Linked DNA regions of Hordeum vulgare: region 2 is linked to region 1. Evidence: chromatin contacts called from public HiChIP or PLAC-seq data. All regions are on one chromosome and are shown on one strand. The core of a region is the stretch at or near the end of the contact, and the rest is flanking DNA. Distances in the headings are between cores, read along the strand shown. Region 1 holds the start of LOC123401272. Region 2 holds the start of LOC123401321.

What was found. HiChIP or PLAC-seq counts read pairs in DNA pulled down with a chosen protein or histone mark.
Region 2: an H3K4me3 HiChIP or PLAC-seq map of embryo shows a contact between it and region 1, with 4 times the contacts expected there. The contact joins the promoter of LOC123401321 here to the promoter of LOC123401272 in region 1. A contact is called at or near these places in 1 of 6 Hi-C or Micro-C datasets (seedling) and 1 of 1 datasets of contacts at active chromatin or transcription factors (embryo).

What each region holds. Positions count from the first base shown.
Region 1 is chr6H:524,469,050-524,473,656 of MorexV3_pseudomolecules_assembly, reverse strand. It overlaps LOC123401272, which reads right to left and starts at 3,215. Exons shown (of 9, transcript XR_006611067.1): 1 at 2,935-3,215; 2 at 2,447-2,549; 3 at 2,278-2,361; 4 at 1,398-2,171; 5 at 616-976.
Region 2 is chr6H:524,599,477-524,604,507 of MorexV3_pseudomolecules_assembly, reverse strand. It overlaps LOC123401321, which reads left to right and starts at 3,498. Exons shown (of 2, transcript XM_045095107.1): 1 at 3,498-4,111; 2 at 4,298-4,884. The coding sequence starts at 3,649. The coding sequence ends at 4,377.

The DNA.
Region 1 (4,607 bases), core at 1,966-4,465:
TTAGCTTGGGACTGTAGGATGACCTTTTTATTAAACACAACAAACATTTCCAGAAATGCGAGTCATCTGTGGACCTCTTGCTGGGAACTCTGACAGCAGGATGGGCCATATATGATTTCAGTTATAATACCACAATGAAAGGACTGTGCATGCCTTCGTGCTAATCTGGCAGTAGTGCGAAATCAATTTACTCGTAGACAAAATGGCAAACATGAAATAAGAACTTACTTTGATATGCATCTTTCTCTTTCTAATTATAGAACATGTGACAAGTAGCATATCAGCAGGCTCCATTGTAGCCAGATCTATACTCGGTTTGCAACAGCTACCATACATAGCTCACTACCCTCCCTATGCATATGCATTCTGTACACTGTCTGGCATACAACCAAATTGGCTTGGGATGTAGGACGACCTTTTATTAAACACAACAAACATTTCCAGAAATACAAGTCATCTGTGGAACTCTTGCTGGGAACTGACAGACGGATGGGCCATATAAAATTTCAATTATAATACCACAATGAAAGCACTGTATGTGCCTTCGTGCTTATCCGACAGTAGTGCAAAATAGTTTACCCGTAGACAAGTAGCAAACATCAAATAAGAACTTACTTTGATATGCATCTTTCTCTTTCTTTTTCATCAAAAGATGGAGCTCGGGCCTCTGTAGTCTTCTTCCTCCATTCCACAATATTTGTTGATCGCTTATCAGAGCCTCGTGTTACATGTCGCTTGGACCACCGGGTAACAGTTACTTGATCATCTACCTGCACATCCCTAACTTCAACCTTAGGTGTATGACTATTGGATTCTCTAATAGCATGTCCTGACGGCAAACTGGAGCAGGAATGCCTCGCTTTTGGGGAGGATGATATTATACTGTCATCAGGACTCATTTGTGTGGCAACATCTTTCTTTATAATTGGACTGGAAATCGCAGGAGTCGCTCCTTGTTGGCCTTGTAAGACATCATCTGTGTACAGGGTATAAAGATAGTAAGGTTGATTTCTCTCACCGTTGAAGATATGGCACACGATAGAGTTGTTTTAGGTTTCTAAACTACTTCTGCTATTTGTCTGATCTTTGTAAGGGGCAAATAACAGACTTGTTAAACCCTACCATTCGTATATATGATTACGGGAAAGCCTTTTTTTAACGTCCAAACTAATGTAAACCAAAAGTGATGTATGATTTGAGATACACAACGATTGTGGGGTTGAAATGTAGAATCTCCTAATTGTTCAACTTCAATGTATTGGCGTGTATAAGAGTTCCATCTTATGATCGAATCCATACAATATATGAATATATTTTCTTGTTGCAGCTAATCAGACAGATTAAATGCGAAGTAGCAAAAATGTGCTTGATACTGATGAGAGGAAACTAGCTCAAACCTTGTGCAGCTTCCTCTGAGATATGAGCAAAGGCAGATGCCTCCATAAGTGTTTCTGTCCACGCATGCGTACTTGATGATCTCCAAATATACGGCTCCTTCTCAGCCGAATAGGACCTACTGCTTCCATCATCCCCACTTCTGGCTCTTCCACTGCTGAAGTCACCATTGCGCGCATGCCCTGGCATGAGAACCCCAGCAGAGAAAGGCGAATGAGCCGCAAAATTAGCGGCCGCCAGAACACCATCGAAGCAGGGAATCATCGGCGAAACAGATGCATAAGCTCCTGGAACACCAGCAGGATGACCAAGCGGCCCACTCTTCGACTTTGGCCGTCTATGATGCGGCGCCGGTGCAGACATCCTCCCCATCCCATCACAAGAAACCGGGCTCAAGATCCACTTCTCGGCGTCCTCCCATTTGGACGGCAGCTTCCTCCCATTGTTGAAAGGAAGCACAACCCCGCTGCCCCCATACCTCCTGTTGGCGCCTGCCCCCAGCGGCACCCGCTCCGAGCTCCAGCCCTTGGGGTACTGCATGTTGCCGGCGCAATGCCGGTGGTAGTTGGGCGTCCCGGGGCTCGGAAACGTGCCTGATCTGCTTCGCGACGACGCCGTGGAGCTCTTGCTCATCCCTCCCACGGCAGCCCCGAGCAGGCACCTCGGCGAGAGCACGAGCAGCTCGATCCCCCCGAACGCGTCGCCGTTGCCGAGCTCATGCGAGGCCGCCGGCGGCCGCGCCTCCGCCCTGAGCTGCAGCTGCTTCTGGCACTCTGCTAAGCAGACAAGCAAAAACAAACAGTGAGCGATCACTTCGCTTCACTCGACGGTAAAGGCATATCATGTAGTAGCTGTGACGCCGGAGGGGGATGAATGGATTACCTTTCAGCGAGTGTGAGAAGGAGTCGCCGGCGGCCGCCTCCTCCAAGCCGGCCGCGTCGTAGCCCGCCTCCGCCTCGTCGTCGTCTGCGTAGGTGTGAAAGGGGTTAGCTGCCGAGGCGGCGGCGCAGCGAGGAGACAGAATGCGGGGCACTGGGATCGCTTGACCCACCTCTGGGAGCTGTGGCACGCGAGGCGTGGCTGCTGCCGCGCAGGTGGAGGTGGTGGAGGAGGCCCGGATCTGGATCGGGCGCGCCGCGTGGCCCCACCGGCGGCTGCGAAAAGAGCCAAACAAAGGGAGCGTCTCTCAGTCTCAGCAAACCGGAATCCGGGACGGAGCACCGACCGAGCAAGCTCGGGCACAGTCACCGCCAAACAGCGAACGGGAAAAAAGGCGACGCAACGGGACGAACGAGCCAGGCAATGATAGAAAAGCGACGCAGCTCCGTTCGAATTCCTTTTGGCTTTATCCCTTGCTCAGGCGGAGGGTTTCGAGGTTGAACTGGCCCCGGCGGCGCGCATGTGCGGCGACGTGCGCGCGCGCGTGCTCTGGATTGGATTGGATCTATTGACTCTCGCAGCAGTAAAATAATCCGGCGAGTGAAGCGGTAATGTGGACGCAATGCGGAAGAGGGGTAGATAGGGAGGAGAGGTTTTTACAGCGGGTGGCGGCGCGGGGCGCCTTCGGCGCGGCGGCGGCTTCTTCCGGCGGGAGGACGGAGGGTGATGGCGGCGCTCGGTCGCTGGGCCGGCGGGGAACCCTAGCCCGGGCGCGGCGCGAGGCATGGCCGGCCGCGCGGTCGCATTCCCCGATGACGGCGCCACGGCGGGGCAGTCGATGAGCGGGGCGAGGCGGGGCTTCCCTCCTCTCCGCGGATTAAAAATGGCGCGTGGATGGGAGGCAAGGCAAATAAAGGCTCAGGAAGATGATGCTACTACCACCTCCACTTCCACATTCCTTCCTCGGTGGGTTTTGTACGTTTGTTCGCGGGCCGGGCCCGGGCCGGCCGTGCTCCTGCGCCGACGGGGGTACGGCGAAAACTTCCCGCCGTCACGTTTCGCATTCGAGCGAGGCAGCACGGCGCCTCAGCGCGTGCACTGCTGCCACGCACACCTGGGACCCGCCTCTGCTACGCTTGGGGCCCGCCTGCCTGTGTCTGTCAGCGTTGGCCCTGCCGTCGCGGGGCCCGCGGCGTCGGAGCAGCTTTGACTTGGCGCGAATCTTTCCCGAGCGGGCGCTGGACCGTTCGTTCATGCTGGTACCGCGTTTTACGCCCGGCCTCCTCGCGCACGTGGTGGGCGGGCCCGCGCGTCAGCGGGACGTGTCGTGGGGTGGTGGCGGTCCGGGCCGGGCGCACAGTGCAGGGCGTGGCCCGGCCAGGGGAGTAGGGATAAAACTACCTCCTCCGTACCTAAATATAAGTCTTTTAAGATATTTTATTACTATGTGTCTACATACGAAGCAAAAAAATGAATTTATACTCTAAAATATGTCTATATACATCCGTATGTAGTCCATTAGTTGAACCTCTAGAAAGACTTATATTTAGGAACGGAGGGAGTAGTATACACTGCTGTTCCGTTGGCATCGAGGCGAGCCGGCAGGGCAGTGCCATGGCCATGCTTGCCAGGCAGGTGCGGCAGCCGCGTGCCGTGTCCCGTGTACTGATGATGGCTGCCACTCTCCGCACTGCCACCGGCCAACCATCCACAATCCTTTTGCTCTTTGTTTTCCATTCGGTGATTGCTCTCCATGGCTAAACTCACCCCGCTCACTCTCCTGTTTTTTACTCCAACAAACTTTCGGCGATAGCCAGTGCCCAGTAGGGTTAAATTAGAGGGTCAGGTCCAGGTAATTGCATGCTTTTGCTGGTACTACTATAAGTAATTGGCATGCTTTGTGCTAACAGATGTCAGGTTAAACTAGACCTAACGGTCTAGGGAGATGCGGCATTATTGAAGTCGTGCTCCCTGCGGCGCGTTGGGCGGCGGCGACGCTTTTAAGGTCGGTCGGGTTCGGGTCGGGTGCGTGCGGTGACCATCAATGGTGGACTCGCTGGTGTCGCCGGTGGCGGAGGACTAGGCAGCAGTGCGCGCGCGCGGCGGACGCAATCAAAGCCATGGCATGGAACGTTCGTTCGGCTCGCTGTGCTCTTTTCGTGCCGCGGCAAATGCTACGGTGCCGCACGGATCACGGCTGGCTGGTGTGATGTGATGCGACAGGATGAACGGACATTGATGGACGCGTCGTACCTGAGCCCAGCCCCTTGGGTACAGACAGAGTAATGTCGTGGGTGCGTGTGTGTGTGTGTGTTTGTTTTGTTCCAATTGAT
Region 2 (5,031 bases), core at 2,249-4,748, 130 kb before region 1:
TAGTGCTCAATTGGCTTAAACACGACATCCTATCTTTTTGAACTTGAGGGGGTTGTTAGACTTTTGGCAAAAGTTGTCTTTCCAAGTGCCTTTTGCTTCCGTTCTTGTCTTGTATAACTGCTGGCTTTCCGAAGCCGAGTAATAAAATTATCTTTTGTCTGAAACAAATGAAATTAAAGATCCGAAGTACTATCCTAGAAAAAGACATGCCTACTTAACGGGCCGTCCTGATCTGTTAATTTTCAGTTAGTAGCAGAGTACTCTACATAATTCACAATGGAAACTGTATAAATTCAAGCCGCAAGAAAATGATGATACTAATATACCATGTACTCCTTCTGTAAACTAATATAAAAGTATTTATAATATTGAAACAGTGTTTTAAATGGACGGGAACTCGGTGCTTTCAGGTACCGTACACCCTATATGTGCCCAATTGTTTTTCAAAAAAGTTAAAAAATTTCCATATATTTTTTGGTATCAAACATGGTCAAGTATTGTACTCGTATATAAAGTTTGGACAAGAAATGATTTGTAGTGATTTGAGGGCAAAAAAAAAACTAGTTTATGACGACACTATAACGTGTATAGTACTTGTATATAGCGTTATTTGCCGAATCTTCGACTCACGATGCAACCAAAGTCATTTTCTATCAAATTTTTTTATACGACTACAATACTTGATGATGTTTGATACCAAAAAGATTTAGAATATTTTGAACTTTTTTAAACTACTTTTTTTTGCATATAAGATGCACGGGTACCAAGGTTCTCCTTTGTATTTTTCTGTTCTAAATGATCTTATATTAGTTTATGGAGGGTGTACTAGACAAAAGAAGTACTAGTAAAATAATTTGGTGGTTGAGCTAGACGCAAGTGCTTCTCGCCGGCAAAAATATGATAAGAGCATATGCGTATCTTGACCTGCCAATGCCGTGGGATATTCCTCAGAGTCTAATACTCCCAACTTGCTATTATCAAAGGTGGTATGATATTGCAACATGAGGTCATCCATCGTTCTCAAAGCCCAAGGCTCGGCCAATGAGACGATCGACGGATGACCAAGAAACAAGTTGCATGCTCAATTATTGCACTAGTTAACCTTGTATATACCGGTTGTTGGAAGATGTCTACGATGTCACATACTACTCGTATGGTTAGGCAATATTGCATGCCATTTAGATACTAGCAGTATCAAACGAAGATCTTTCTGCTGTAAAAAACGAATCAAATGAGGATATTTTGGCTGTATAAAATCGAATCAAATGAAGCCGGCTAATGGCGGAGCGATTGAGCCGTGTAAGCATTGCCATTTTACCAAACAAAAACTAGTCCTAATGATCTTCGGTGTCACAGTTTATCACGCATCTTGCTTGAATCGTGGCGGAGCGCAAGTAAATTACGGTCATAAATATAAATGATTTCCCCGAGCAGAGGGCCCGTTTCAAACACGAAACTGATCTCCTGTTGTTTTCCTGCACACAACAAAAATCCCAAGCCACGAATCTCTTCATACCAATTGTAAGATGTCACGCATAGAATTAGTATATTGCACTAGAACCCTACCCAAGAAAGAAATCGAAGCCAAGACAGGCATCGCGTGCAATTTATGGCATGGCATGGCATCGTCCAAAGCTCCAAGGCACGCCACGGACTTGGTTTCCCGACCAATCTATTCACGGGCAAGCTTGATTCGCCCGGACACTGCACGGCGACAGGCCAGTGCATATTTTGCACGCTTTATTTCCGTTTCTGGCTCTGGCAGCTTGCGTGTACACCTTCTAATTAGGTATAGAGCCCGGAACAGGCAGAGGCAGTGTCGGGCAAGCGATCCATCGTTTCAAGTGCCAGCACAAGTTGTCCTTGAAAATTGGACTAAAGAGTACGTAGGAGTATGTCTTAAGACTTAAGTGCTGTGTAAATAAATCTACTATAAGACTTAAGAGTACGTAGGAATATGTCTTAAGACTTAAGGTTTAGGAGTACTACGTTTGAGACGCACGCGCGAATGCGATCCATCGTCGGCGGAAATCATTGGTCATCAACACAAAATCGTATTCACGGGCCTGTTGATTACCGCGATTCGCAAGCTACGTATCCACGAGAGATTGCAAGCGATGGCATGTATTAGCTGGTTAGGAAATTCTTCGAATTTTTTGTTTTTGAAATAACAGTTGGTTGGGAAATGACAGTTTTAACTAAAAATGGAGGTAGTAACAAAAAGAATCTTACCAGAGACACCAGTAAAGATCCTTTCACATAAACAATTTTGATCCCACGTTGCAGCACTGTCCGCGAGAATCTAGACTGAACCGAAGTTGGGTCCGGAAGATTCTCCACGCACGTCGAGCATGCATCAAGATCGTTCTTTCAAAAATCGTAGCGATAAGATCTCTGTCACAAAAGAAGATGATTTGTTTGGGGTCACAAGCTGATGTAAAAAAAAAACTTACAAGTTTGGCACGCACGCATTAGGGCAAAGCAAATCGTGAACCGTATCTACAGATCGTAATACCACCAGACAGACCACCCTAAATCAGCGCGATCCGCGCGACACGAATCCAGGAGAGAATGTAGGCGACCAGACGGAAAAATATCCCGGCCGATTCCCTCGACCGAGCAGTACAGTATGGTCAATCCAAACAGAATGAAAAGAAATACGTATAATCAAAGTTGGACCTCGCAAACTTTTTTCGGAAGGTTCTCCATGCATGTCGAGGACCGCAAGGGTTTTCCGGAAGGTTCTACCACATGCATGCATGTGGACGGTTTGCAAAGTTTACAAAAATCTTTGCTTGCGCGCAAGCAAGCAAATCCCACCGGCCTGACATAATCCCACCGGTTTGGTGGTAATCAAGTCGGTCGTCGCAAACAAACAGGCGCCCTTCCACCCGCTCCACTGTGACGCACCATCACCTGGACCGCCTGGACCGGCCGGACGGCCGGTGGTTACGTCCGTGTGATGCACTCACCAACTAGTTTATTCCCGAGAAATTTACGAGCCAATTCCTCCATCCACGACGACACGGAAACTTCCCCACACATTTTGTGCACCACGGCACACACGACGGAATTCTAGCAAGCAGACGTGAAAGCGAAACACGGAAGAATCCTTCCGTTTTACTACTTTACGTATTACCCGCCGCACGCGAGGGTTCAGGGGGGATCCGAATCCAGCTGCGATTCAAACAGCCGCACAGCAGTAGTAGGAGTAGTACTAGCGCAAAACACTTGTACTGCAAGGAGTTAAATTTGCATACGTCCGGGTTTTTTCGGTCAGTTGAGGAACGAATTCCCCCCGGCCCACGTTCCCCGTGACCCGGAATCAATGCCCAATAATGAGCCCCGGCCTAGCAGTTGGAACAAATCCCACCGTTGGATCCGTCCGCCAGGGCTACGCATGCCATCCATCCACGAGCGTAGTAGTATAAAGCAGCCCGACGTCGGCAGACGTCAGTCTCGCCCGCTAGCCCGCACGCAAGCATCCGATCCGCTAAGGAAATAGAAGAAGAAAGAAGAAGGCGGCGGCAGGCAGGCGGAGAGAGATAAATTACTCCACCGCGGAGGAGGAGGAGGAGCCAGCAGTCCTCGCCTCCATCCAAATCCCCCGAGCGGAGGAGGAGGAGGCCGGCGGCGGCGGCGGAAGCCATGGAGGAGGGGAAGCAGGGGTTCCAGCCGCACCTGATGGGCGGCGGCGGGAGGATGAGGGGCGCGGCGGGGGCCATGGGGCTGCAGAAGCAGAACTCGTGGTCGCCCGACATCGAGCGGGACGAGGCGTGGGAGCGGCGCCGGCGCGGGATACTGGGCAGGGGCCGCCGCTCGCCGCTGCAGCGCGCGCAGAGCGTCACCGACGACCAGCTCGACGAGCTGCGCGGCTCCCTCGATCTGGGCTTCCGGTTCGACCCGCCCTCGCAGCGCTGCGCCGCCTGCGACGCCGGGAGGAGCCGCCTCGTCGAGACGCTCCCGGCGCTCGACCTCCTCTACGCCGTCAACGCCAACGCCAACGCCAACGCCAAGGCCGGCTGCGCGGCCAGCCAGTGCTCCTGCGGCGCCTCCTCGGAGGCCTCGGAGCCGTCGCCCATCGGGAGCCCCCTCTCAATACTCTCTCCAGGTGAGCACGCGCATTATTATTCCCTCTCCATCAGCTCCATGCGATCTGTTCATTGCACGAACAAGCCTCCGAATTTCGAAAGAATTGATTTGTTCCTCTCCAACCAAACGCGATTGCTGATCCGCCGGCCAGGCGCGGTTAGAGTTTTGATCTGACTTCTCGACGGCGGTACTTCCTTCCCTGCAGATGACCCGCCGGAGACGGTCAAGATGAGGCTGAAGCAGTGGGCGCAGGTGGTGGCGCTGTCCATGCGCAGCCGCTCCTGAACAGACCAGCCATGGCTGAACGAACATCCCGTGGAACGTGGATGCCATACCGAATTCAGAGGAGGGACAAGGAACAACAACGCACAAGAAAAAGAATAATCCATCCATCCCTCCCTGCCTCGAGATCGAAGAAGCAACCAATGATTGATGAGCAAGCAAACGAGAAGAGAATCTACCAATAGTGTCGTCGGACGATCGGCCAGCCGCCTTCCACATCTGCTCCTCCCGCATCTTGGACCAGCTAGCTTAGCCCTGCTGCTACTACTAATCAACCTTTGTGTCACATGTTTATCGTTGAGCAATTCGAGAACCATACTCCGTAATCCGCGTTATTACCTCTGTTATTACCTAGTTTCTCCTCCCCCTGATCTTCCGTCGTCGCATTGCTTCCGTTACTAGTCACCTCCCCTGATTTCGTGATAATTTCGACATGACTGTACATGAGGTAGTAGATTGATTTTTAATTTGCGTTCCGGAATAATAATATACTGTTGGCTGGTGGTGGTAGCAGTTGCTGTTGCTTGTTGCTGCTGCAAAATAATCGATGACCGACGGATGGTGTCACTGGGTTTGCTCACCCAATCAAACAATCAATCCTCGCTCGTGCCAATGGCCACCCGATGAAGCACCAACAATCTGAAGCAGATCACCGAT